Linked DNA regions of Mus musculus: all the other regions are linked to region 4. A link is a contact called in public Hi-C, HiCAR-type, HiChIP or PLAC-seq and promoter capture Hi-C data. All regions are on one chromosome and are shown on one strand. The core of a region is the stretch at or near the end of the contact, and the rest is flanking DNA. Distances in the headings are between cores, read along the strand shown. Region 1 holds the start of Lhfp (lipoma HMGIC fusion partner). Region 2 has its middle 16 kb from the start of Gm30235. Region 3 overlaps Cog6 (component of oligomeric golgi complex 6). Region 4 holds the start of Setd7 (SET domain containing (lysine methyltransferase) 7). Region 5 has its middle 40 kb from the start of Gm30292. Region 6 overlaps Gm30235 (a long non-coding RNA gene).

What was found. Promoter capture Hi-C pulls out the DNA fragments that hold promoters and counts their contacts. Hi-C and Micro-C count contacts between places; a contact is called where the count stands out from the background. HiCAR-type assays count read pairs that join an accessible place to other places. HiChIP or PLAC-seq counts read pairs in DNA pulled down with a chosen protein or histone mark.
Region 1: a HiCAR-type map of astrocytes shows a contact between it and region 4, with 4 times the contacts expected there. The contact joins the promoter of Lhfp here to the promoter of Setd7 in region 4. A contact is called at or near these places in 3 of 39 promoter capture datasets (hippocampal neurons and liver) and 4 of 115 datasets of contacts at active chromatin or transcription factors (astrocytes, embryonic stem cells and regulatory T cells).
Region 2: a contact with region 4 is called in an H3K27ac HiChIP or PLAC-seq map of thymic regulatory T cells, with 4 times the contacts expected there. The contact joins the enhancer-like site here to the promoter of Setd7 in region 4. A contact is called at or near these places in 2 of 39 promoter capture datasets (liver and pre-B cells) and 2 of 115 datasets of contacts at active chromatin or transcription factors (microglia and thymic regulatory T cells).
Region 3: a contact with region 4 is called in a Hi-C map of cortical neurons, with 1.6 times the contacts expected there. The contact joins the enhancer-like site here to the promoter of Setd7 in region 4. A contact is called at or near these places in 9 of 39 promoter capture datasets (the 3T3-L1 cell line, the SN4741 cell line, cranial neural crest and 5 more), 1 of 15 datasets of contacts at CTCF or cohesin (large pre-B cells), 2 of 484 Hi-C or Micro-C datasets (cortical neurons and forebrain), 10 of 115 datasets of contacts at active chromatin or transcription factors (the NIH/3T3 cell line, T-cell acute lymphoblastic leukemia, cardiomyocytes and 7 more) and 1 of 9 other capture datasets (liver).
Region 5: a contact with region 4 is called in an H3K4me3 HiChIP or PLAC-seq map of stem cell-derived neural progenitor cells, with 4 times the contacts expected there. The contact joins the enhancer-like site here to the promoter of Setd7 in region 4. A contact is called at or near these places in 7 of 39 promoter capture datasets (the 3T3-L1 cell line, the SN4741 cell line, hippocampal neurons and 2 more), 1 of 484 Hi-C or Micro-C datasets (CD8 T cells), 8 of 115 datasets of contacts at active chromatin or transcription factors (the 230-238 cell line, bone marrow-derived macrophages, cardiomyocytes and 5 more) and 2 of 9 other capture datasets (adipose tissue and liver).
Region 6: a promoter capture Hi-C map of liver shows a contact between it and region 4, with 2.6 times the contacts expected there. The contact joins the enhancer-like site here to the promoter of Setd7 in region 4. A contact is called at or near these places in 4 of 39 promoter capture datasets (hippocampal neurons, liver and pre-B cells) and 1 of 115 datasets of contacts at active chromatin or transcription factors (pancreatic cancer cells).

Annotation. Positions count from the first base shown.
Region 1 is chr3:53,039,288-53,043,461 of GRCm38.p6, reverse strand. It overlaps Lhfp (lipoma HMGIC fusion partner), which reads right to left and starts at 1,915. Exons shown (of 4, transcript NM_175386.3): 1 at 1,688-1,915; 2 at 1-343. The coding sequence starts at 155.
Region 2 is chr3:52,631,773-52,635,956 of GRCm38.p6, reverse strand. No RefSeq gene overlaps it. Among named protein-coding and RNA genes, the nearest start is that of Gm30235, 16 kb to the left of the region's middle. Within about 2 kb of position 1,361, at least 95 of the 459 cell types and tissues checked have an H3K27ac peak or open chromatin away from gene starts, as enhancers often do. A contact at or near this core is called in pre-B cells and thymic regulatory T cells, where this site is marked.
Region 3 is chr3:52,980,684-52,985,387 of GRCm38.p6, reverse strand. Cog6 (component of oligomeric golgi complex 6) reads left to right here. Exons shown (of 19, transcript NM_026225.3): 19 at 2,197-3,265. The coding sequence ends at 2,344. Among named protein-coding and RNA genes, the nearest start is that of Gm30402, 25 kb to the right of the region's middle. Within about 2 kb of position 1,382, at least 70 of the 459 cell types and tissues checked have an H3K27ac peak or open chromatin away from gene starts, as enhancers often do. A contact at or near this core is called in the NIH/3T3 cell line, cortical neurons and hippocampal neurons, where this site is marked.
Region 4 is chr3:51,559,358-51,563,828 of GRCm38.p6, reverse strand. It overlaps Setd7 (SET domain containing (lysine methyltransferase) 7), which reads left to right and starts at 3,006. Exons shown (of 8, transcript NM_080793.5): 1 at 3,006-3,311. The coding sequence starts at 3,272. 5031434O11Rik (RIKEN cDNA 5031434O11 gene) reads right to left here and starts at 3,844. Exons shown (of 5, transcript NR_160686.1): 1 at 3,621-3,844; 2 at 2,940-3,080; 3 at 1-98.
Region 5 is chr3:52,835,616-52,840,318 of GRCm38.p6, reverse strand. No RefSeq gene overlaps it. Among named protein-coding and RNA genes, the nearest start is that of Gm30292, 40 kb to the right of the region's middle. Within about 2 kb of position 2,553, at least 18 of the 459 cell types and tissues checked have an H3K27ac peak or open chromatin away from gene starts, as enhancers often do. A contact at or near this core is called in stem cell-derived neural progenitor cells, where this site is marked.
Region 6 is chr3:52,651,682-52,656,114 of GRCm38.p6, reverse strand. All of the region lies in intron 1 of Gm30235 (a long non-coding RNA gene), which reads right to left. Among named protein-coding and RNA genes, the nearest start is that of Gm30235, 4.0 kb to the right of the region's middle. Within about 2 kb of position 2,859, at least 9 of the 459 cell types and tissues checked have an H3K27ac peak or open chromatin away from gene starts, as enhancers often do. A contact at or near this core is called in liver, where this site is marked.

The DNA of each region.
Region 1 (4,174 bases), core at 666-3,165, 1.5 Mb before region 4:
TAGGAGCACCTCCGGAAAGTGCCAAAGGATACAGGCTTGCCTAGCTGAGACCCCCAGAGCCAGTATGGCATGAAGAACCCCACACAGGAGGTGGCAGCGGAAAGGAAGGAAAGCAAAGCCCAGATCACCCCAGTACAAGTCAGGCTGGACGCCATCTTCCAACAGGCAGTGCAATGAGGGTCCGCTGTGATTGCACTAAAGGTGTGAAGGAAGGCGTGTAGTCACAAGAAACTCCCAGGTAGTCCACCGCTCTTCAAGGCGTATGTAGCTACTTGCCGTAACAGAGTTTCAGTATTACCGCGATCAGCTTCTCATACTTTGGAGTGAAGATGGCTGGTGGCCCCTGGTAAAATGGAATAGGAAACAAGGAAAGCTAAGTATGTCTAGCATATTTACACGTCTCAAGAAGCTCCACGGTTTTCATTTAGGAAACTTCAAACTTCCTTCAACGCTTCAAAAGTGGGAAGAACTAATTCTCTCCATACGCATCTCTATACAAGTTTTGCCAAACTAGCTCAAAGCTTTTCCACGTCTTTATCTCCTGTAAAAATGCTCCCAAATTAACTCTGACAGCTATTTACTTAAAGAAACGAATGGCTTCTATTTGCCAAGCCAGTGAATTCATTTCACATACTCACATTAAAAGCAATGTAGCATTTTTTACTAGCAGGAGACATAATTCCGGATATTAAAATAAAATGGACCATACAGTAGTTTGTTTATTTGGCTTGCAAGTTCACACTTAGTTTCTAGCCACTCCTCGGCATCACTTGATGAGTGTGCCAACCAAGCAACATGATAGTGGGAACTTCATACAATTACAGAAGTACTGTAAATTTAACTAACAGTATTCACCACTCAGGTGTATACATTGGATATATAGTTACACACCCCCAGTTACTGTAAATTTAACTAACAGTATTCACCACTCGGGTGTATATATCGGGTGATATATAGTTACACACCCCCAGTACTCGATAACACTAAAAACGCCTTCTGTCTTAATTTTCCGGGGCAAATGTGTTCACGCCTCCTATTTTGACTCCTTGGCTTCAGTGCTTTCACCTGCTGGCCATTTCAGACCAAGCACTCACTCTTTTCCAATACCTAATGTCAAGTCAGCTATTCAAAAGGGTTCGATGAGGTGGGCTGGCTTGCACACCTGGCTACACTCTCCACAAAGAACACAGAAGAACACCCCCACCCCGTCGGGTTCCATCTGCAAACTGCTTCCAAACTCCAGTCTCCTACACTTTGCTCGCCCTCTGTTCTGGATTCTACCCAAAGGGGAGCTCCCTCTGGCTACGGTTTTTAAAATCGTGTCAGCTGTGAGCAGAGGCTGAAGTTGAGTTGGTCTGGGGGTTACCATTAAAGGTGGGGAGTGGGAAGAAAGGGACCTCTTTCTCAGCTGGAGTGAGTTACCCTAGTCCAGATGAACTTAAACCCACCATCCTCCCCCAAAACTGCTAGACGCACGCACCGCACCCTGGAGCACACAGGAACACACACAATGATCTCTGGATGCAAAGCGGCACGGGGAAGTTCTTGCAGCCGGCTCTGAGAAAGGGACGGATAAGGATGGAAAGGAAGGCAGCACCCCCCGGAGGCCGACAGGACCTCAGCTGAACTATGCCACTCGGAAAGACAGGAGGGACCCGGGCACGGGGCCCCGGGGCGCGCTACTTACCCGGTCGGGCGGCGGCCGCGGTCCCTCGCGAGTCCCGGGCGCAGCACAACTTGCTGTCTTTCCCTGGCGGGGACAGCGCGGCACCAAAGAAGACTGTCTTTCTTGCCTTTGCCACTATCCCGACGGAGATCGAGGCGAGTCTGGAGAGCTGGGGTGGAGGGTCAGGGGGACCCACCCGGAGAGCCCGCCGGCTGCGGCCGTGCGGCCCGGGAACACGGTGGATGCCGGCTCCAGCTTTGGCAGGCGAGGCACGCGCCGCCTCTTCCCCGCCCTCCCTTTGCCGCTGTCCCCTCCCCTCGGCCCCGCCGCGCAGTCCTGGACGCGCGAGAGTGGGGGCGGCAGACAGACTGAGAATCCAGGGAGAAAGTTGCTCGCCTTCCCCGCAGCTCCCCGGGGGCGCCGAGGCCACACCCGACCCCTGTTTGCTTTTCTGGGTCAAACCCTGGGGTCTGGGGCTGCAGTGTTCGCGCGGCCTTTATGAGGACCAGGATGGGAAGTAGCCTCAGAGATGGGGAGAGCGATGTCTATGAGCTTTAAGGGGCTCTTGAGAAGTGGTCACTTTGGAGGGCAGAGAGCATGACGGGTGTGGACATAGGAAAGAGAAGGCTGGGCACGCCATGCGAGGCTGCTGGATTCCGTGGGGGCAAAGCCAGAAAGAAAGAAGGCAGGCTACTCCCCTGCCAGCCTCTCCCAACAGCTGCAAACCTTTGGGAACTTCTTTCAAGACATTTCTCTTCCTCTTTTTCCTCTTCCTCTTTCCTGGGTTTCCCCCCACTCCCTTACCTCCCCTCTCACCCTCTCTCCTCTTTCTGCTACCCTCCTTTCTCCTCCCGTCCCCTTCCCTGCCTCTTACCCACTCCACTCCCCAACCCATGATCAGCTTTAACATCTATCTACACAACCTTTGAATTTCCTTTCTGAAATCTGCTCCTTTTGATTTCTTCTCAGGCCCTGCCCAGTTCTGACTTGCCATCAGCCTTTTTAACCCTTCGGAAGCCAGAGCCGTATTCTGTGGGTGACTGACTGACCTCTGGAGTCTCCACAGAGGACAGTTATTTTAGGAAGCTGCCATCTGGGACCAGCAACTTTTGAAGTACATACTTGCCTAGATGCAGTTTTTGTGATGTGCCTTTTTCAAAGCAGCTGGAAGTAATAACTGGGTAGGAATATATTTCATAATAAAATTTCGAGTGCACCATTGAATTGGGCGGCATCAGCTGGAGACAGGTTGTTTCAGGATTGTTTGAAAGGTTTTAAGTGATTGATTCCAAGCCTTTCCTTTGTAGGAATAGGATACAGGTAATGAGCCTCCCAGGAAAGCGATGTAATACACATTAAGTTTATCACAATAGTCTTGAGAAGAGGAAAGAATAGTTCCTGGGAGACATTTGGCAGAGTCTGGAGATATTTGGGGTAAGCATGACCCATAGACTGGGAAGGCCCTACTGGCAGCCAGTCCATAAAGCCAGGAGTCTGCTCTGTAACTACACAGGGCACACCCAGAATCATCTAGCTTGAAGTGTGAGTAGGGCCAAGGCTGGGAAGTCATGTTTCAAAATGTCACATGGTTTTTAGCTCACCCATGAACCTCAGGTTTAGAGATCTGGATTTGAAGTTTTCCTTTGTTAACGTACGTTTTTTAACTCTGCTTGTGCAAATCACCAGTTATTGAGCATGGTGGCCATATAATAACAGGTCTGACTTGTAGCTAAATACCACCGCCTGGCTATCACATATCTCATATCTATGTAATGTGGAGGTAGCAGATACCAGCCTAGACAAAATTATACAGTGGCAGCCAGACTCACCCACACACAAACACTCACTCACACACTACCCACCGGGTATCCAGTCTAGGACACTTTCTCAAGCTTAGAGGAGCTTGAGAAAGTGACATGGATTGCCAAGGAGGCGTCCGTTGCAAATTCTTTCATTACTGCGTGTCAGTACACTGGGTGTATGAATAGATGACTTCATCTAATTCTCAAAAAAAGGGAGAGAAAAGCCACGAAGGCAGTTATCATTTCACAGAGAAACAGCTGATTAACCTGTAAGCATATGATTAAAACACAGACTTCTAAAAAAAAGAAATCTCATTATTTGCATTCTATTAAGTAATGTAAACATTACCGGAGAGGTTTGGCTAATATGAAAAAGGAAGAAATGAAGAAGTCAAAAGCTTAGAATCCTATCAGAATGAAATATTCATCATGTGTGGAGTCCTTGTGGGCTGCACTTCCTGGGACTCGACATTCCAACTCAGACGAGTCTGTCCCCTCATTTGTAAAACAGAGCTTGAAACCAATTCCATTTAATGTTTCTGAACTGTCAGTGTGATGGCAATATGGGCACTCCTACCTCGGAGAAGGGAGGTAGGGGTCATCTAATCTGTGCAAGTGGGTGACTGCACAGATGAGGTGACAGGTCTGGATCCTTCCAGTGTCTCACTCAAGGCAGCTATAGAATCACAACTCATTTCTTTTTCAT
Region 2 (4,184 bases), core at 112-2,611, 1.1 Mb before region 4:
CTGGCAGGTTTCGCTTGCTCCATACTTTGAGCTTAATAGATACACAGCCAGGCCAACATGACTGCTCATAGAAGCAAAATTCTCATTTGGAAGGCAGTCATGTCATGTTTCTGTCTGCTCCAGGGTATCCCTGCCTGATTCTAATCCTGACGTGACATTAAATTAATTAGTAGAATAGTCTGACATCTAGAAACAAAATAGTAGCTAATACATTATTCAGATATGCACACTTCTCTAAATCATTTATAATGAAATTTGCGGTGTCCACAGGTCAAAGAGACGTTATTGAACCAAATCTTTTTCTTTTTCTTTTTCTTTTCCCTGTGGTGCTGGATTAAGAATGTCACTTAAGTGCTCAAACACTGAGCTATGTCTCAAACCTAAATTAGTTTCTTTATACACAAACTTGAAATTAGAGCAATATTTCTACCTACTACACAGGGTTACTGTGAAGCTCTAAAAAGACAGGACATAGAAAATCTACAAACTTGGGGCTGGCAAGCCGGTTCGTTAGGTAAAGATGCCTGCCACCAAGCCTGATGACTTGAATTTAATCTCTAGTATCTCGTTAGGTAAAGATGCCTGCCACCAAGCCTGATGACTTGAATTTAATCTCTAGTATCCACAAGCGTGAAAGGAGAAAATCAGTTGCCTCCACGTGCACATAGGCCATGTCCATGCCCGCCCCCACGCACACACTTATACACCTGTACACAGTACAAATAAAATAAAGTCTAATACACTTCAAGAATATAATTGAATTTAAAATTTTAAATTAAGAAAATAAAAACTATATACTTGAAAATTCTAGCATTATTTATTGACATTCACTTTTTTAATGATTTTTTTTTAAATATCACTTCTGGCAAACAGCTATAGATCTTCTCTCGTAAGTGTTTCTTCCTGGACCAGAGGGATGGATCAATGGTTAAGAGCATTTGTTCGTGCAGAGGCCCTGGGTTCCATTGCCAGCATGCACATTTGCAGTTCACGACAGTTCATAACTCCACTCACAGGATGCACAGGGTACTCAGACAGATGAATAAGATGTTCATATGCATAAAAACAAAGCAAAAGTAATTTACATGGTTCTCCCTGTCTTTCTCTTCTGTATGTATCCCCTGCCCCACCCCCGCTTTTTTTTTTATTCCAAGGATATAAATGCCACTTCTAGCTAATGGTTACTCAGATGTATGCAGAGGGAGCTCTTCGGGATATACGAGGCTCTCCACTCACTCATTTTAATCAGAACTAGAGTAAATTAGACAGACAGGTTCTCCCCCTGATATACAGTGCACTTGACACTATATAGAATGGCTCACAGCCAAAAGGGTGACACCATTTCCTGTTGCTTTAGTTCCTCTCGCCTACCCTGCCATGTGTGTCACACTGGATGAATGTGTGTTTGCTCATGGGGAAAACTGCGCAGACACAAAGTAGGAAACAGACAGGAAACAGCAAAGAGGCCAGAATGTTACAGTATCGCTTTCACTGGGGCAGCGCCCAGCACTGGCTTCTTTTAACAGTAAGATGCTAGATCCATTCAAATTGAGCTCATTAAACTTTATTAATTTCCTATTGCTATTCTATTCCAATCTCCATTAACTAAAAATGCTAATTAAAATAATTAAAGTTGACGAAGCTCAGGGTTAAGTGAACCTTAGTATTCTCAAGGCCCTAGATTATTTCCCCAGTACCGAATAGATAAATAAAATGAATATACCTAAATAACATTAGCTCCCAAAGTTGTTTTCCTTATCTAGCAAATTAAGCAAATGAGACCCGCTTTGCAATGGTGAGGATACCTGTAGAGAATACATTGGGAAGTTGGCTTTGGACAATTAAAATCTAGAAGTAATAAAATGATTAATTCATGGGAGACAGAAACTATGGTCATGCTTAGAATCTCTGCCAGTAGAGAGGTATTAATCTCAATTTTCTCCTCGAAGTACAGGCCTTGATTAGAGACCCCAAGATGAATACTGTCTAGGCAAAAGAAGGGATCCTGTCAGAGAGCAACAGTGGGTGAGGATAATCCTGGGCGTGGCACCTGCACGGAGGCTCAGCTGCGGCTTGCTGGGCTGTCTGTCCCACCAGCAAACAGGCTTTATCAGGCATGAAAGACATATAAATATCACTGTACTTATTTCCGTAGTTCATTTTTTAATGGTTCGTGTTAATGGGTATGTAATTTGCTTATGAGAACAGTTTCCCTAATATGCTTTTAACCACCTGCATGAGCCAGCTCAAGTCTAACAAAAAAAGCCTTTTGCATCGCAAATACTCTCAGCGGTGTTAGAGAACTGCGTGATCTGCAGCCAGCGCGCGATGATTCGCTGCTGTGATGATTCTGACTTCACACCCACAGGACTTTATTTCAGCCATGGGGCTGACAGGGTAGACGATAGGAATGTCGGTCTTGAGAGGTGTCTGACTTTGAAAGGCCCACCACCTTTCAGTTTCTCCATTAGTCTGAGTATATGTATGTCAGCTATGGCTGTAGATAGTTTCAGAACCATTGCTTTGAAATTTCCCCTAGGGCATCCCGAGTAGAATGTGAGGCAGGACAGTTGATTTGATTTTTTCCACTTTGTGTTGAATATCAGCTTTCCAACATGCATTCAGAAAGGAAGAAGCTGGGGTTTGTAGGAATAACAGTGGATTGTATCAAGGAGAAAAGCAAACAGTCACACTGCATTGCTCAAAGCTACATACGTTCTCTGCGTTTAAGGACGGGTGGGAGAAGCAAGCAGTGTGTGCCTCATTTGGCAGCTAGGGAAACAGGACTTTAGAAGTTGAAGTGCTGTTTAAGATTATATGCTCCTGAAGAGGGAGGGGAGATCATTATGATGAAAATACATTGTGTGAAATTCTCAAGTGATTAAAATCATTTTAAAGTCACACGCACAGGTACCCATCGGCTACAGAGCTGGAACCTGAGTTCTCATGTTGTAGTCGCCAGACTGGATGTAACTGCAGCAATCCTAGGACATATTTTAAAATTAAGGTAAAAGATAAATCACCGTTCATATGCTACCATTTTCTATCAGGGTTTGGCAGCAGGAAGCAGAGGCCATTGTAACTATTTTAAACAGGAAAACCAGTGCTCAGAAAACAGGAAAGTAGGCTGTAGGCTGGATTTCCAGACATGGCTTCAGGTACCCCCTGCTGGACTGTTCTTTAATGGGACTGTTCCCTCTACCCTAGTCAAAAGAAGGGAGTGGCTCATGACTTTGGGGTTCTAGAACAATGATCCAGATCTGGGGGACTGGGGACTACCAGTGTGACAGTTGTTTCTCTAGACACATGAAATCAGTGACCATACATGCATAGAACTCAGCTATAATAAAAGCTTGGCTTGCTAACAACTGTACCAAGGCTAAAGAAGGATGGTCCTTGTCCTTGATGAATGACGATTCAGATGTTGAATCAATATGTCTAGTGGAGAAACCTGCTCTGCATACTTAACTACTTAAACCCACCTGTAAAAGAATCTGAATAATATATGATTGAATGCATCCTTTCAACTTATAGGCAGATTCCAACACACTGAAATTCTCTCTAGATAAGGCGGGGAGCTTATTTTATATTCATCATATTTATTACTCCTCATTTATTTGTCTTTATGACTTCTCTCTCCAGCTAAGTGCAGAATACAATTTTGGATTCTGATCTTCTCACCCCAATAAAGACATTGAGAGAGAGGAACAATCCAGAGGCAAGTGGTGACGCAAGAACAGGTCAGATCTTAATGGTGCAAGCACCCACTCTCAGCCTTAGGAGAACAAGAGGGAGAGGAGAAGGCTGTCGTCTCCACATAGGCAAGGGGGGCATGGCTCTGGGAATGGGGGAACCCAGATAATCGACAGAGACTTACAGGAAGGGAGAGCTGGGCTCAGCAATACTCCTAGGTCTATCTGGCAGTAAGCTAAGCACGCTGTTCAGGCAGACAGAATTCCCTGTGGTGTGAAATAATCACTTTGAATCATATTTACCATTTGGTTGTATGCATTTGAGACATAGATTCATATACTGCAGAAGGATGTAGAGTATACATTTGCTTCCTATGTCTCCAACTCATTTACAAGCGCATGTATGGCATACAGCAGACCCTCAAATAGAATCTGGATGGAAGCATGAAGAGATGAACACAGCCAGGTACTACCAGCGCATCAGCGGAGGAG
Region 3 (4,704 bases), core at 133-2,632, 1.4 Mb before region 4:
TAGAACGATGTTACTCTCTTTGCTGCCAGACGCAGTGATCACCTTGAGCATCATGGTAACCTGACTTAGGACTCTGCCAGTAGCAGAATAGATTCTGTAAGAAACTTAAGAAACAGGGAAGCGTGTGTTTCCAAATGAACATGCAGAGGTGTATATATGATTTAAGAGCTATTTTAGTTTTAGATTCAAATTTTTTTATATTTATTAAAAGTAAAAGCATGGGCTTAGTGAAATAATTGGTTTTTGTTTTGTGGGGGTTATTTTCTTTATTTTGGTTTGAAGGAAGTGGGGTGTGTTTTTCTTGGAGCTAGCAACTATATTCATTATCTGTATAAACAAATAACCTGTATAAACAAAACTAAACAAGTTCTTAATTAAGTAAAGGAAAGCAAACATGATAGAATAACTTCTGGAAACTTATCTGCAGAAAAGCAACTATAGCCTGGACAGTGCTCAGGAGACCCCAGGAAGTAGGATAAAGATGGGTTGTTGGAGTCCTGAGCTCACACTAAATACCATGCTAATCTTGAACTCAGCTCACTGACTTCCTAGCAGAACTCACTGCTTTGAAGGATGACTGGGAGCGTCGTACATGAAGACATGAGTCCATCCAGAACTGTAGGAACACCCAGGACTGCTTAGGAACAGGAAACGTGAACCCAAAAGAGAAAAATGATCAGTTAATAGAAACAGAGCCACAGCTGATGTGTGTGCCATGAGCAGATATTTACAGCGAGCCTTGGAAACGTGTCTGTGCACTAAAGGAAAGCATCAGTACACCGAGAGAATAAGGAAGGAAGGAAGTTACAGCCTGCTGCACTTAGACCTGGAAAGTACACTATCTAAAATACAACATCCATCCCTCCTGAGGGACCAGGCAGGGCTTATTAATGCGAGAAGTTTCTCCAGATGCCATGCGAGATGTGGATCAGCATGCTTAACAGTAAGAAAGCCTGGACAGAGAAGTTGCACAGGGCACTCCAGTGTCCTCAGATCACCAAAAGCTTGATCACTGTCATATGATACCTTATTACCATAAGAGAAGCATCTTAGGGCAGCCAGAGGGAAGAGCAGTACTTACTTACAGGAGATGACTTTGGGTTGGAGACACTGCAGGTAGAAGACAGTGTTGTCTTTAGCAAGCTGAATGAGTGTGTTCATGAACTGTGTGGACCTCGGGGCTCAATGGTAGAGAATTTTCTGAGGGTCTGGGCAAACCCTGGCTTCAACTCCTAGCCCCAGTAAAAGCAAACTGTATTGTCTGCATAGCCCTTAATTGTTGAAGTTTTTCTCCTGGTGTGCATTGGATTGCACCCTAGGAAAGCTCACTCTCAGTGATCTCAGAACCTGAATGTGGAGAGAAGCTATTTTTAGGACCAGTAGGTTTGTGGCAATGCTGCGGGTTGTTAGGCAACGAGAATCCTAAGTACTGAGTAACAAGCTCCCTGATTCTAGAAGCAAGCAATTCATTTGTTAGCTCAGTGCTTTAAATAACTGTTTCAAATACAACCAGTTTACAGAGCATGGTTAATAAGAATGGTTTCTCTGTGTACTTCCTTACTGATCTGTACTAAGAGTTTTGAAATTTTGACACTTGTAACTGGGTAAACGATTTCTTAATGTTCAGCATTTTGAAGGACATAAGAAGTTGGTAGGAACGTGAAGATGATCGACCCTTAGTTCACTCACTTTTCTCATGGCAAATTAGCTCCGGGGTTATTCTATTACTCTGTGACTTACAGTGTGGCTCATTTATAAAGTCCTCTCTAACGTTTTGCTGTGTTGGGGAGCTTGTAAGTCTTGGAGAACAGCCTGGTCTTTTGGGTTTCACTTACAAGGCCCCACAAGAGAAACTGCTTCAAGAGATGAACCTTTACGTGACTCTACTCTTTGGAGATTAAATGTATTTTTCTTCGCTCATTTTTTTTTTAGCTTGTTTCAGCAGATGTAAGCCCATTCTAAGTGCAGGCACATCTATATGTGGGGCACTGTTCTGTTCCTCATGGCCAAGCACTGGGTAAAATGCAGCCCCTGGCTCAGGAGGGTGCATGTGACGACGGAGACTTTAATAAACAGTAAACACTGCCCACTAGTAGGAACTGGGCAGCGTGGGGCTGAAGCATGACATCATCCAGATGTGTGTGCTTGCGGTTGCTGGGCTTCTGTTATCTTCTGGTTGTGTTTGCTCATCCATAGGGAGCAGATTATAAAGCAGTCTACAGAGCTCGTCTGCAGAGCCTACGCGGAAGTGCATGCAGCCGTGATGAATCCAGACAACGCATACAAAGATCCAGAGAGCATCCTTCATAGGTCACCTGAGCAGGTGAAGACACTGCTCTCTTGATGATGTCGATGGCATTTGCAGATAATTGCTGCCTGGCAATGACACCAAGGGTGGTTAGGGTTTTTAATCTATGAGTCTTTACTTTGAAGATTGAGAATTAATAGTTTTCCTAGTATGCGGTTGTAGGTCAATTTCTTTCATTCTCAGCTAACATGGAGGTAAATCAATATTGACTTGAATCTGTAGGGAGCAATGTTCTCTTGCCCATTAGCTGCCTCTGCATAGCAGTGTAAAGGTCCCCGTGATTTGGGATTATAAATAGAGGCATAAAGTCAGCTGGGAGTTTCGGGATTAAGTACGATGACTTGTAAGTTCTGTGTAACATCTAAACCACAGCTTTATTGGCAATGAGCGTCCGCTTATGGAAGGTCCCGCTGCTTTCCTCTAATTGAATAGCTTCTTGAACCTAGCCCATGTTTCTGATCCCAAAATAGGTGTTGATGGGTTTGATGGGGAGAGAAACATTCAGGCTGTTGTCCCTTCCTGCTTACTTTCATGCCTGGTGCAGGTTTGTATGTATTTAAATAGACACTTAGCTGATAGGTCGGAAGAGAGGGAAAGACCCTTCAGCAGGCTTCCTGTGCAGACAGCTTCAGCCTGTTCCAGGACGGGCAATCGCCATACATTGTGCACTCAGTCTGTTTCCTCCAACCCCATCCTAGAAACTCTGTCTTGCACTCAGAGCAGAAGCAACTATGCTATCCATTGTGGTATCAACCTGCCGGGTTGGTCAGTTCAATGAATTTATATGGTGTATTTATCAAAACAGCATAATACAAGGCAGGAACTTACATTGTACATAATTTATTTCTACTGTGAAAAAGAGATTGATGTACTTAGCACTTTGTTTGCTAAGAGAAATAAATATTTTTTCTTGTTATCTGGTTTTCTTAATATATATTAAACTATTTCTGGAGCAGCAGTCTTTGTAGTATTTTTATACTTCTCTCAAATGCGTTTTGGAAAGAATACTGATAGAAAGGAAGTACAACAGAGGAGACAGATCCCGCTGGGATGTGGTGCGGTAGTAGGCTGAGAAGCTGTAACCACGGGTTATAAAAGCTAACATCAGAACAGCACTTAGGCCTACTGAGGGCCAAGCTTTATATTTTTGGACTGTATTGATTTGCATAAATATAACCTAATTAAAGATGCCTGATTCATGAGAATGAATACATGTCATGTGTGCAGAACTAGAGATTCAAGGTGGCAGTACTCCCCAGTAGCCACATCATGGAATCCCTGTGAAAACCCATCTGCCTCTTTTTTTTTTCTTTCAGAAATTGACTGTCAATAGCCAAAACACCTCAATTTTCAAACCAAACACAGTGCAACAGTACTCAGTGTAATATATTGCCACCTAAATGGGCCTACATAGGCTCTGTTCATCTCACTATAGGGTTATATTCTAATAAGCCCAGACTAAGGGACAGTGCCCAGTGGAAATGCGTTCCATCGACTTAACCATGAACTGCAGAGGTTGCCACACTGCATGAGTGTTAGAGCATCAGTGGGATGTGCTGGCTATTCTGGGCTGGCTTGGCTTTCTGCTGCTGTCAACGCTGACAGGTGCATTATGTCAGAAGCCCAGGAGGAACATCAAATTCCAAATGGGAGGTATGAGCTTTACTGAGTGGGTATCAGTATCATAAGGCAGAGAATTATAAGTGTTGCCTACTACACACCAGGACTGTGGTTGAAATGGAATTTAGAGTTCAGATGTAAACCTGTATATCTAGACACAGTTAATGTTTAAAAAGCAAATAAGGTTGCCAGAACTCTTCAGTAGATCATTTCACAAGTGGCTAGAGCAACTATAAATCTACCACATCTCAAACTATATTGAAAAATGAACCAGAGTGGATGGAAAACTGAAATATAAGAGCCAAAACTATAAAGAAAGAACCTAGTATAAATCTTTATGGTCTCACATTTAACAAGAGCCCACTCCCTCCCTCCCCCTACACATACACTTTTTATTAAGAATTTCTTTTCAATGACCCCCAATTGAAAGGAGATGGATTTCATCAAACATTTTTAAAAGTGTGTTTTAAGGGCAAGGCTTGTGAAAGTTAAGCCAGAGAAAACACAGTGTAGAAGAGGAGGTTAGCACTCAGCCTTAAGCTGATGAACTATTTGTCTTTGAGGGGAAGACAGAGGCAGTTTTCTTTTAGCAGTGTGATCTCTAGTATTTTTGCCACACTCAAGGGCAGATCCCATACCCAAGATTAGCTAGCCAGCACAGCACAACGCAAGGGATTTGAGACAGAAAACATGAAGTTGGGTCGGTGAGGAGGTAGATCTACAAGGAATTGGGAGAGGGTAATAAATGGTCAACTTCATTCTATGAAGTTGTCAAT
Region 4 (4,471 bases), core at 1,757-4,256:
CCAAACACTCTCAAAGCAGCACATGGAAAGGCTCTTGACACAGGTAGGCTGCTCCTAACACCGGGGCTAACCGCACTCCTCCAAGAGGACATTCTCCTCTGAACCCAAAGACAGAGAGAGGTAAGACACTTGTGGCAGGCCCTTCCCCTCCCTCAGCACACACGTGTACCCTCCCACCGTGAGCCTGGGTCTGTGTCCTGAGGGGGCGTTTCCTGCCCTGACATTACCTTCTTTCAGTAAAGAAATAAATTTATTTTTGCTTCTTCCTTCGGTTTTCATCGTTTTTATTGTCTAGTAACTGAAGGAGATGAGCATCTGCTATTCTTCGTCATGTGAGCACCAGCATCATGCGTAAGGAAAGCAGGGATACATAAGAATTAAAGGTAAGGGGAGAGCTCATACAGCTCAAAGCCAGAAGGGATGAAGCACGGTAAATGCCTTTTCAGAAACTCTGAATAAGGACCGGGGAGATTCGTCAACTCCCGAGTCCATGGTTTCAAAACAACACAGCAACAAAAGACAAGTGTGGAGGTGTATGATTGCAACCTAACCACCGGGAAGACAGAAACAGGTGGGTATCTGAGGCCTACCCTACTCCATGAGTTCTAGGCAAGTGAGAGACTCTGTCTAGCACACACTCACAGACATGTGCACACACACACTCAGTACAATCCTGTTTCTGTATTCATGTTTTCAAGTGATGTTATGTGGGCTGCAGATGTCTCAGAAGACCCACATTTGGTTCCCAGCACCCACATTCAAGGGCTTACCACTGCCTGTAGCTCCAACTCCAGGGTTCCAATGCACTCTGGCCTCCTTTGGTATACACACACACACACACACACACACACACACACAGCATGCAGCCGTATACACATGCATGAGTGTACACACACACATAAATCAAATCAAATCGTTTTTTAAAAAAGATTAAATTATAATCTGAAGGTATCCTTTCATATTTCCCTGCAGGTGTAGATTTCTGTGGAGCCTAACAAAGGTCCCTGGTACCTGTCCTGGAAGACCCTTAAGGAGATCAATCCCAAGACAGACTTCAGAGGGGTATGGAAGATTTCAGGACAGCGTAGCCTGAGCCAGTGTGTACAGTGGTGTAGCCTAGGCTAAAGGGTCAAAGAGTAAACCAGCCTAAACCACAGAAGTCCCTCCCCATATGGCCTGAGTATCTAATGCCCAGAAGAGGAACCCATACTGCCAGAGTGGCCACCCTGGTGCACTTTGCAGGTGAAGGAGACTGGACCCTAAGCCTTCTAACTCCACATCCACAACCTTCCTCTTTCGAACGCAGTCAGAATGGAGCTAACATTTCTGATGGTATTTGGGGTTAGTGTCTCCATAATTTTTCTCTTAAGTGGTTTTCCCTTTGAGACAGTATTTCTCTATGTAGCCCTGGCTGACCAGGAACTCACTCTATACACCAAACAGGCTGGCCTTGAACTCGGAGATCTACCTGCCTCTGCCTCCCTAGTGCAGCGATTAATACCACCATGCCCTGTTTCTTTTACTTTTTTTTTTTTTCTGGCTGACATATATCAGCCAGTGGGGGTGCAGCTCATTTGGTGGAGAGCTTGCTTTTCTAGCATGGAAAAGTCTGGATTGTATCTCCAGTACTATAAATTCAGCATGCTGCCAAGGTTTGTAATTACGGGGCTGTGAAGATAGAGGCGGGATGATTAGCTCAAAATCGTCTTCCTGTATACAGTGAGTTAGAGGTGAGAGACCGGGCTACAGGAGATCCTGCCTTAAATAAAAAAGAAAAAGAAAATGAAAAAAAAAAGGCATTTAAGAAATTAAGGAGGGGGGGGACTCTCTCAGGCTTTGGAAGTGACTTGAAATCCTGCCTCATTTATTGTTCAGAAAACGAAAAGGAACAACTTTCTTTGGTTCCTGCCCCATCCTTCCCACCCGCCACGATGACTGTTCTTGGCAGAAGGCCAGACCAGCACCGGGTAATTCCACAGTACATTGGGTACATGCGCATGCATTTAACCCGCTATTTAAAGAGATCCTTTGCTGCCACCTGTAAGAGGACATAATGACACTCTTTAAGTGGCTGGGCTGGGAAGGGAGTTTTCTTCCCTCAAAGATGCCTGAGTCTGTGAAGTGGTTGGCACTTGGAGAAACTAAAGAAACATCTAGGGACATCACAAATACAGGACCGGAGGCGAGAGAAGGAGGAGCGCTAGACACAGGGTCCTGGCTCCGGCTCTCCGCTTGGTGGCTCCATCTTCAAGACAAGGAGAAGGAATCGGCCAAAGCTCGGGTGCGGCCTGATTACCAGCCTGCTGCCATTTGGGTTTGCTGAATTCCTGGATCTCTCTAGGGGCCTGGAGATGCGAAAGAAGATGGAGACTGGGGACTCCTGGGTAGGACGTTCAGTCGGGAGGAATCCAGGACGCAGGACGCCCCCTGGAGTCGAGGGAACTGGCTTGTGGAGGCAGCGCTGGGCAGTGGAAGGGGGACGGGGCACCTGCGCTCCTGGGCCCGCCGCACTTTGCAACTCTGGGCAGTAGCGAGCCGAGTGAAGTGGGGCTCGAGGGCAAGAGGAAGTAGAAGCTCAGGAACCAAAGGCTTCCTTAGTTCCGAGTGCGCTCCAGCTGTCCAGGAGTGAGATAGTGGTAGGAACACCCAGCATGACGCACTTCCAAGTCCCTGGTGGCACATCGTGGGGTATCAGGTGCTCTGAGCCCCTCACCCACCCCAGGCGGGTACCCTCGAGGCCCCCGGCGCTAGCGAACAGCCGGCGGCGACCTGGACCGCGTGGCTGGCGAACAGTGAACCAAGCCAAAAGGTAAACGCCGCCTGGTCTGCCCACTGCCTGGTCTTAAGAGGCGGCGCAGCTCCGGAGCACCTTGGGTTCTAAGGATCCTCACTTCTGGGAAAGGACAGGGAACTGTCAATCAACGAGGGAGGGAGCGCACCGGCGCCGGGTGATGTCAGCGGATCAGCTGCTCCATAACAAAGAGGGGGTATCACAGGAGAAAGTTGCAGTGGCGGCAGCACCCCAGAGCCTCCGGGACCGGGGACGAGAGGAGAGGGGGCGGCGGCTGCGGCTGCCGCGGCTGGCGGAGGAATTGAAAGGACTGTAGGGGGAGGCAGCGCGAGCCGCCCCGACTGCTCCTCCTCTTCCTCCCCCTCCTCCCCCTCCTCCAAACTCGCAGGGCTTAGCTCCAGCGCTCGCTCAGCCACCAGGAGCACCCAGAGGGACGGGAGCCGGCCGCACGGCCCCGGGCTGGGTAGGGTCTCAGCCGCCATGGATAGCGACGATGAGGTGGTGGAGGAAGCCGTGGAAGGTACAAGCTTTTCTCCAGGACTCTGGGGTGGGGACAGGCGCCTGGGGCGGAAAGCGCCAAAAGAGTGGCGGTCTGCGACGCGCGCCGGGCCGAGCCGAAGGCCGCCGCGGTCCCTAAGCGGATGGCGGGTCGCTCGGCTCAGGCGGGGGCTGCACTGCCTACGCCACGCCGCCGGGAGCGTGCGGGGCGCGGCGGGGCAGGGGCGGGGAATGGGGCCCCGCGGGGTCCGCCGCCCTGGGAAAGCTGGGCCCCTGCATCCCGCCTGGCCTCGGCAGCATCCTCCCTGGGAGTTGCGACGCTGCCTAGCACCTTGGCCTTAGTCCTTGCGGGGATGGAGGATGGGAGGGCAGTCCCTTGAGGCCCGCGATCTCCGCGGGGCAGCGTTGTTTCAGCCACCTCGACTTCCCCTCTCCGACCGCCTGCCCTTTTCCTGACTGAGTCGCTGCGTCCCATGGCCACCAGGGCCGGGTCTAGGTGGGTCTCCCATCGCAACGCACCCGGCCGCACACCAGGCACATGGCGGCCCTGGCCGCTCCTCCGGGGTAAAAAAAAAAAAAAAAAAAAAAAAAAAAAAAAAGATGAAATCATGGCTAGGTAGAGCACGCCGCTCCCCACCAGGCTACCCTGCCCCTGGGCGAACTCAGCCACCCGCCCTTCCCCCTCCCGGCTTCCCAGCGAGGTGCAGGCGCGCCGTGCGGACGCTCCAGCCGGGACCCAAATTGCTGGGTGACACTTAACTTTCTGAATTCCGAGCTGTCGGCTGCCGGTGATATCACCGCCTGGGTGTCAGGTTTCTCCGCCCCCTCTTGCGCACCCCTCCCCCGACTCCCGTCGCCACCGTGTTTTGCTGAGTTTCTCCGCCTCTTTTTTTTTTTTTTTTTTCTTTTTTGCCCCCCTACTTATAAAACGTCCGTGGCGACGTTATACAATCTCGTTGTTTGTGGCTTGAGAGGTTATGATTTTGTAACAACGAACACTGGAAAACACTCTTAAGCGTATTTATTATTTATCTTATTCTATCCCAGATAGTGTTCCCGTGATGTTTTTGCAAGATTGCGTAGTGTTGTTCCAGAATTTGTTAAACACAGCAACTGACTAATTTTAAGTCGGTGGTTGAATCTGGTTTTGATCTCATTTGTATAAACAGGTCTGACAAACGA
Region 5 (4,703 bases), core at 1,304-3,803, 1.3 Mb before region 4:
GAGGCCAGCCAAGACGGTGAGTTCTGCTGAGACAACCTGGAAGGAGAAGATGGGCGGTCTCAGGGCAGAGGAGAATTCTGTTGGAGGCCGAGCTCTGCCAGGGACTTCTAGAATACACTACAGAGCCTGTATCCTAGGCAGCTGCCTGGGTGTGGTCCCCCTCTAACACCCACATTTTCTCTTCCCTACCTTAATAATCTATGCACTTCAAAATTCCAGGCAAGTCTGCATTCATAGGCTGTCTTGAGAACAAGAAATAAGAACAAATGAAGTCAGTGTCCACAGTAGCAAACCACAGTCCAGCTCTCTGCAGGCAGCGCTTGCTCTTCAACAGCCTGTCGCTGTCAAAGGTAGCTAGAGTCTGCCTAGCGTTGAGTCTCCGCAACACTGTAGCAACCCTCTTCGCCTTTCCCACGCTACAGCCTGCTCCCATTAGCCATCAGTGAGTGTACAGCCAAGCAGAGAAGACAGATGAGACTCTCCAGCAGCCTAGGGCAAAGTCTTGGGAAGTCCCCAGGTCCAAGAGTTGGATGGACCCAGAGAAGCTTCAGGGTGCAACAAGTGCATTTCTACTGACTATAGTCTTTCCTGGTCCAGAACCCATGTCCAAAAGGTTCTGGCAACACAGGAAGGAGAAGAAAGATTCTGATAAAAATGAGTTGCCCACAGGGTATACACAGAAGTCTCGGGGGTCGTTGATGCTTTTCCGGGAGCCATCTGATGACTACAGCTTCAGACAAGAGTGCTGTCCATTCTTATAGTCAGTATTTAAATATTCAGTACTTTAAACAGAAATACTTCTATTGATTTTATTTTGAGCTATTTTATGATTTTATTTTTGAGACAATGTATCACTCACTCTGTAGCCCAGGCTGCCCTTAAGCTTTCAGTCTTTCTGTCCCAGCTGCCAGAACACTGGGATTACAGGTTTTCCTTAAACCCAATTAGCGCGCAGAAGTCCTGGATGCTGGAGGGAGGATGGATGCCATGACAGAATGTCTCAGGAGCTAGGCTAGCCTGCAGGGATGTAGACTGCTTCCACAGGCTCAAAATGATTCTACCTCCGTTTCTGCAAGAGTTTTGTGACCACGGACCCCGTTGATCATGTGCACACAGATGCCTTAAAGCTGTTCAGACCAGGATCTTATTCAAATCTGATATTAGAAGCTGTTCTTTCTTAGCCCCACCCCCATCATCAATCAGTTCATCTGTACATAGCTGGGTCTACGTTCCTGTCAGGACCAGTCCCATGACTGTGTGCTCCTGGCTGGGATAAGACTTCTCCTGCCTCACAGTGAATCCGTTTAATGCAGGACATAGTCCATGCTGCCTTGCTTTCAGATACTATTTTCATATCATACATAGGGTGTGCTCTGTATGTGTAAAGCGTACACAGGGCCAGGATTTCTGCTTGCCTCTTGTTCCTTGAGCAGTTTAAAGTTTGTTCACTTTCTCCTGACTCTCATTCCTCTCAGGAAATCCATTTCCAGGGGCAGGCTCTAAGAGCATCACTCTCATTGCTTTTACTTACTCTATTAGGCCATGCTTCCTACATCAAAACTCTTGCAAAGTCACCACTGTCACTCCAGAAAGTCCCCTTTCAGTATAGAAAGGGGAATCTGTCCTCTTTTCTCAAGGAATTTCAGTAGCTGGCCTTGACTTGTGAAACACCACTTTGACAGGGCTGGTGACCCCTGCTCTGGGAGTGTGCAGGGGAATTTATGGACTGCTTGGAGAACAAATATTACTGTGGGGTTGAACCAGGAAGACTTCCCCAAGCCCGACCCAGTTAGAATGCTAGAGGCTGAGCCACCCAAGAGAGGGAAAGGAGACACTGGAGGAACAGCCAGCCAGTGCAGGGATGGATAGAGAATAAAATCAGTGACCACTGCACGGCCTACTGCATCTGTCTCCAACAGGCCAGGGTGAAGCAAAGAAGACAGGACAGACAGACATCAAGTGCTCACCCCTGACTTTATCAAATGTGCTCTTTAGAAAGAAGACTATCAGCTCACGTCCGCCTCGTGTGTCTGTTCACGGGCTTGGCTGACTTAGCCGTTGATGTGCTCAGCATAAGTAATAACCGACCTCCCATATAAAACTGAACGAGATGCCGCTGTTGTATGCAGCCGATGTGGACAGCATAGTGAACGCGGAGCCTTCGGGAAAGCTACGAGTAAACTGATAAGCTTGAGAACCACTTGCTGGCAGAGAACATCTTTTCCATGTCTGTTTTGCACAATGCCATGAGCATGGAGTCTGAAAACATTGAGAGGCGCACAGCTTGAATTAGGATGATTTTTTTTTTTTTTTTTAACATATGAGCTGTGGCCCTTCAAAATGAGATTCACACTCAACCGTGTCCCCAGAGAGGTTTTCTGTTTGGGCCCAGCCATTCAGGACAATCTAAACCGCTTTAAAAGTAAACAAATAAATACTAAACTATAGGAAGGAAGCTTTTGTGACCCAACTCTCATGCTAATTCCAGTCAAATTCCTTAGAATGACTGCAGCTGTGACTGTCATTCTGCCACTGGGAAAGTGTCAGCAAGACCAAGAATAGTAGCAGCCTGCCATCTCGGTGGCTTTGACGTTCTCATCTAAAATGTTAATTAAGGAGTTGCTAGGCACAGAATGAAAATAAAAGTCAAGAAAAGTAGCAAAGGCAAAAAGTGCAACTGCAGGGGGATGAAAACCCCACATCTGTCTTCCTGTGTGGCACACGAGTCCATCCTGTTCCTTGGGCTGTGAATGTGGTCTAACTAGCAAATCAAATGAGAGGAACACTCAGTAGGTAGAAGATTGGTTCATTCCCCACCCCCCACCCCAACCCCTGTTTAAAAGCTATTACCAAAATAAGTTGCTCAAATGGCATCAGTTTGGATAGATCCATTAGTGAGTGAAGTTTTGCTTCCAGTTCATACATTGCCAAGTTTCCCGAATCTTTTGTTTCTCAGCAGAGAGGCTATGGGAATGACAGTTGGAGATGAATTCATGAGACCTTAATTTTGATAAATTAATATTTGTTATCACAAGATTTTATATAATTGTTAATTTATTGAACAAGTAATCCTTTGGTGGTAATTATTAGAGTATGAAATCCCCTACAGTACAGGATTTACCTGTAAGCCTGTTTGAATGTCAGTCTACATAGACCTGAGGTTGGCACAGGGGAGCTCTTTTGTTCTAATGCTTCCCAGAACCGCGGAGCATCTTGTGAATAGCTGCAAAATTAATTTCATTAACGAAACAAACAATGGTCTCTTGCTCGGGAGCTCAGCACCCTCTGTTGCCAGGGAAAGAGCCGCTGTCAGAAATAGCCAACTCTGCATGGAGTTGAAATTTGGCCTTTCACCTTTGATGAAAGAGCGACATTCCAACCATCTTAAGAATGTGTCAGATAGAGGAAGTGAGCCACACGATCAGCAGGATCAACAGAGACAGAGAAGAAAAATGTGCCAAGCCAAAGAAATCAGTGAATCAATAGCACTGTTAATCAACAGCACTGTCTGCTCCATAACTCGTGGCATACCTTTATCCATGCGTTCCACTAAGTTTATAAAGGGTTTATTTGAAATATGCCTAGTAATTTCAGTGTGTTAAGAGGCACTAAGTGTGAGGATTCTTAAACACACTAGTAAGGTTCGAGGTCTCCAAAGTGTGTAAGCTATGAATTTGTAAGGCAGATATTGCCTCTGGCATTAAAAGGCTTGAACTCCTTGACACTTCTTGAAACTTCTAGACATTTGCCTCCACAGATCTCTCCACCATATTTATTTCTTTGGAAAATATATTTAGTTTTTTAGTCATTCATGCCATGTCACCTTTATCCGGAAGGGAAGCTTCACGTTTATGCTTTGTTTGCTTTTTGCCACAATAACAGAAGACTCGAGTTAATTAACTCATTAAGAGAACAGGTGAGTTTTGACTCCTGCTTTTGGAGGTTCTAGGCTCTCATCAGTATTCCTGTTGCTTCAGGTGACTGGTGGGCACGCTGGCCAGCAATAACAGGAGCACGGAGCAGAATCAATGCTACCTTACGGCCAGAAAACAGAAGAGAAGGAGGGAGAGGCCAAAGTCCCCCAATGACTGAAAGACCCCCCCCCCCCCCCCCGTCCAGTCCATCTTCCTCAGGTCCACAACACCTTTCGGTAGAGTTAGCCTGAGGTTCAGTATTCAAAAACCATATAGGCCTTTTATAGACATTTATCTAAATCATGACATCTGCCTAATAAAAAAGTAATTTGGAAAAGGATGCACTTTTTAATGCACCATGTATATGATTATATGCGATTATACATAATATACTTTATATATACATATATATGGAGGGGAGGCAGCAGATATCAGTCTAGACTTGAACTTAGCATCCTCCCTCAGCCTCTCACGTGTTAGCATTGCATGTACCTTGATACTCCAGCCTATATAGGTTTCTTACAGTTAAATGGTTGGACGGAAGATCCTTAAAACCCACAGGAAAAGCCCCACACAGCACCATTTTTTTTTCATTCACTTGCCTATGTCGGCACACTCCATTTCCCCTGAAGCTCCTTCAGTTACGGCTGAGCCTCGCTGGAGGGATCTCTCAAGCATCTATGAAGCCTCTTCAGGCTCCATCCATGCCCTTCTTGCTGGCAGCTGCTGCCCCGATGGTCACACCAGAGAGAATGCTCTTTTCCTTTGTCACCAGGGCTGTGATCTTTG
Region 6 (4,433 bases), core at 1,610-4,109, 1.1 Mb before region 4:
GAGGGATGGTCCAGCTCCTTCCTGGATGGCTCAGATTTTTCTCTCACAACCCAGATTGTCCTAACTGATCTTGTCTCCATCTGGGCTGAACTGGGAGGTCTGGGAAGGCAAGTGACCACCTGCTCTTTTTCCAGGATGCTGTGCCATCTCCTGACCCCATCTTACTTGAAACTATATTCTAAAATATCCTCCTGGGTCACACAACAGCCCAGACACCTCCATAAAATGTGGCAAAGCTTTTGAGATTCAAATTGAAGCCCATTAAACAAAGCTTCCAAGTTACCGTGATGCCCTGATTTCTCCCTTTACCCCTCTCTCCCACCTTCCCTCCCCTTGTCTCCACTGACACCAGTTCTTGCCAAGGTTGTGTGTCCTTCTCTGAACATTTTGCCCATGTTGTTCTCAGGTTATGACGTCCATAACAAACACTTGCTAATCTTGCAGAAGCCACTGAGTGTGGAATCCTGCAGTTTGTCTAGATGAAAAGACTATTTTTTTTAATTCTTCCTTGGCATCAGTGTTTAAGAACAGAATTTGGAAATGGCTGACAGGGCTCACGACAGGCAGACCATCAGTTCCACCTCGAGGAGACGAACAGGGAGAAGCTAATGAAACGGAACAGCTCTCATATTAACCAGTTAGCTATTCAGTTCAGGACAGATGTGGAAAATAAGCCCATATGAGACAAATTCATTAAAGTGAAATTATCCATTCAACACCTTGATATTTGAGCAGACTGATGTTTCAAAATTATTATAATTATGATCAGGGGGGTAAAAGGAGCCAAACTTTTGAAAGAAGACTTGAAAAAAATTAAGAATTCTAGTGCTACCCTGTGAGATGAAAATAATGAGCTGGTCACAGATCCCCAGGATATCAGCGATTGCTCTAAATTCTTCTTGATGAGGAATCTGTGACTCTGAACTCAACATTAATTCAAATGCAAATAATATCTCTTCCCCCTGAGAATCATTATTCCTGATTCGGCAGGCAGTTTAATGGGAAATCTGCAGGTGCACAGCCGACTTTGAACGAGAGAAGTTGTTCCAATGTCAGACAAAGAAGCTTTGACTCCTAAACACATCGACTCTGTCTAAGTCAGAGCCCAGAGACTTGAGTCCCCTCCCTGCCTCTGAGACAGGAGTCTCTGGTAAAATACATGGAATGCAGCCGGATGTAGAGTTGGTACCCGTGGCCAAAAGAGCATCACCAACTCTGTCTACTTCTGCAAGCATGCATCCCAACCTCCTGGAACAGTTCCCTGCATTGGCCTTTCCATGGAAACTCCATTGACAGCACCTGCAGGAGACAATCTGTCTCCAGCATCATCAGCTTTAGAGGATGTGTGTAGATAGTAAGGGTAGAAGCTTCCAGCCTTGTTTGGCGAGCCTAGGTTTGAATGCATGATGCTGGGAATGGTACCATGGACATTTTGTGCCTCGGTTTCCTCTGTCAGCAAAATAAGGATCTTCATATCACCTACTGCACAAGTCCGTGGTGGGGCTTAAAACAGGCTTCTCGTGGGAGCATAACAAGTGGTTCACAACAGGGGCGCTGAAAGCGGAATTCAAATTCTCACTCCGCTACCTGAGTCACTAAATTATCAGTTTAGTAAATATGAAGTGGGGGAGCTGATAATCCTGACAACCTTTCTGAGTCATTATAAAGATTAATGACTTCAATTGGTTCACCTCAGTATGTCTTGCTCCTGTAACAAACAATTCCAAAACACTGAGTACAGGGTTTAGCCCCCTTTGAGACCTTGATAAACGCTGTATATCAGTACAGAAAGAGCATCAGCATTTGTGTACGTACAAGTTACACAGAGGGAAGGAGGAACGGAGAACGCTGCCTTAAGGAAGGACTACCGAGGAACAAGATGCGTTCTGCTCAAACAAGTTGTGCCTTGACAGTTCTTTTGTACCAGCTCCACATCTGTATTAGTATTGGGGGGTGTGGCAAAGATACCACAGTGAGCAGCTTAGACAATGGAGATTTATTTTCTTATGGCTCTGGAAACTGGAGGATCGGGGTACCAGCCAGGTAGGATGCTGCTTCTGGCTTTCAAACAGTAACTTCTTATTGTGTTCTCGTGGCAAAGGGAGAAACCTCTGTTCCTATTTTTTACAATTATTTTTATTCTATATGTATGAGTACATCTGAGCGCCATGTGTGAGCAGTGCCCATGGAGGGCATCAGATCCCCTGGAACTGGAATTACAAATGGAGCCAGCATGTAGATGCTGAGAACAAAGCATAGGTCCTCTGAAAGAAGAGCTCAGCGAACTCCTCTTGCACTTCTTACGAACCCACAGTCCTTGCAGACTAAGACCTCCACCCTTAAGAATTCAATCCACCTAAACTTCCTATTAAAGATTCTCTCTGCAGCAGACTTAGGGATGCTGATACAGGAGGATCGGAAGTTCAAGGCCAACGTGCGCCACAGAGTAAATACAAGGTTAGCCTAGGCAATTTAGTGAAACTCTGTCTCGACAAAAAGAAAAAAGAAAGAAAGGAAGGAAGGAAGGAAGAAAAGAAAAAGGGGGGCTATGGAACACCTGCCTAGCTTCAATACCCATCACTACAAAACAAAAATAAACAAACAGACAAAATATGTGGATGGATTGGGGAAGGGGACTGAAGTTCAACCCAGAGTCTGTCCACAGTAGAAATGTCAGAGGATGCCCCGAGACCAAAGTGATCCACAGAAATACAACAGCCCAAAGGCATCCAGGTGCATGGTTCCAAGGGAAACAGAATAAAATAGTTGAACCAAAGGGGATGCTCTCACCCATCCGTATGTGGCAAACAAGGGCAGAGTGGCCAGAGGTACATGAAGTCCTTCTATGCCTAGAAAAGCCAAGTCATGGGTTGTGTTTCAAAATTCCAGACACAGCATGTCAGAGAGATAAGCTGTCCTTATCTACGAGTGTAAACACAGGTAGTCCTTGGCTGTCAATCTTACAGGGTCAGGAAGACCTGTCTCGTGTCAGTGTTTATATTTTTGTATGCAACGGTTAAAAGGGGGACACCTGGTTATTTAAAGAACTGGTCTTGAGACATGTACTGATTCATCACATAGCTAATAATACACACTTGGCGAACTACTTGTATGATAATTGTAACCCTACATTCTGGGCAGAAAAACAAAATGGAGAAATAAATTGCGAATGTGTAGTGAAAATAACCCCGACATAAAATCTGAAAAAATCTTTAGCAATATCACTAATCACTTTTTTTGTTTTGTTTTCTGGGGTCTATCTCAATTAAGTTATAATTGGAAAACACAAACTGAGTGTACTGAGCTGGGACATATTTTATTGGGAACGTTCCTTAAATACGTAATTTGATTCTAGACTCCATTAGTTTAAATATAAAGGTGTTCAAAGGTGAGTGGGAGTTTAAAGTTCTATCATACACAGCTTTCTCACAGGTTACTTCAGGGCAAATGAGTTTTAAAACCCTTGCTTGGTAAATATTAACCAGTTGCTGCATCTTGTCACATCTTCCAGAGTTGTCATTGCCAGAGGTTACAATTTCATTACTATAGGTAAAGTCTCTTGAATTTCAAGGGGAGGGTTTAAAGGTGTGTGTGTGTGTGTGTGTGTGTGTGTGTGTGTGTGTGTGTGTGTGTGTGTATACATACATACAAGGAATTCTCCTACTTAGCCTTTAGTGTTAAGGAAAATAACAAGAACCAACATATGCAACCAATTCCCTTCTCTGCTTCCCAGATTTTTTTCATTATCAGTTTCAAAACCTATTAAAGTAAATACATACGATGAAGTCGGTCACAACTGCTTCCTACTACATCAGAGACACACCCCTCAGACTTCTCAGCCGCATAGTCACATATACTTTGTTTTCCTTTCGTTTCAGTGGCGAGACAAGCTTCCCAAACCCAGCTGAAGGCTCTGAGTGTCATTTGTGGATTTCTTGTCTTTCGTTACCTTGAGCAGCTTTTCCCTCTAAATCTGTTTTCAGTCCCAGATGGTCATGAATCACCCATCAGCTCACTGCTTGGACAGGACTGACTGGCCATCCAGCTCCCTCCTCTCTCCCACAATAACCCAACCACAGTTCATCCCCAGGAGCTTTCCCACTCACAATAACCCAACCAAGCTGGAAGAAAGTTGCAAGCTGGAGGAGCAGGGCAGAGCAGGCTGAGCCTCTCATGGGACCAGAGAAGAAAGCAGTGAACCCCAGCTTCCAGCTCCCTCTGACCCCTGCTGTCCACGAAGGCACTGGTCTCTTACCAATTCCTGAGAGACCCCAAAGCTCTCACAACCTTAAATTCCTTCCCCACTCTTCCAGTCTGAGGGGACTGCCCAAGCTAACGGAGGCCCTGGGTAGAAGGCCAGGAACAGAAATTCATTTTGTCTCTTTGTTGTTTACTTTCTTTCAGAAGCAAGAGGGACAAAACCCCAGGAGGCC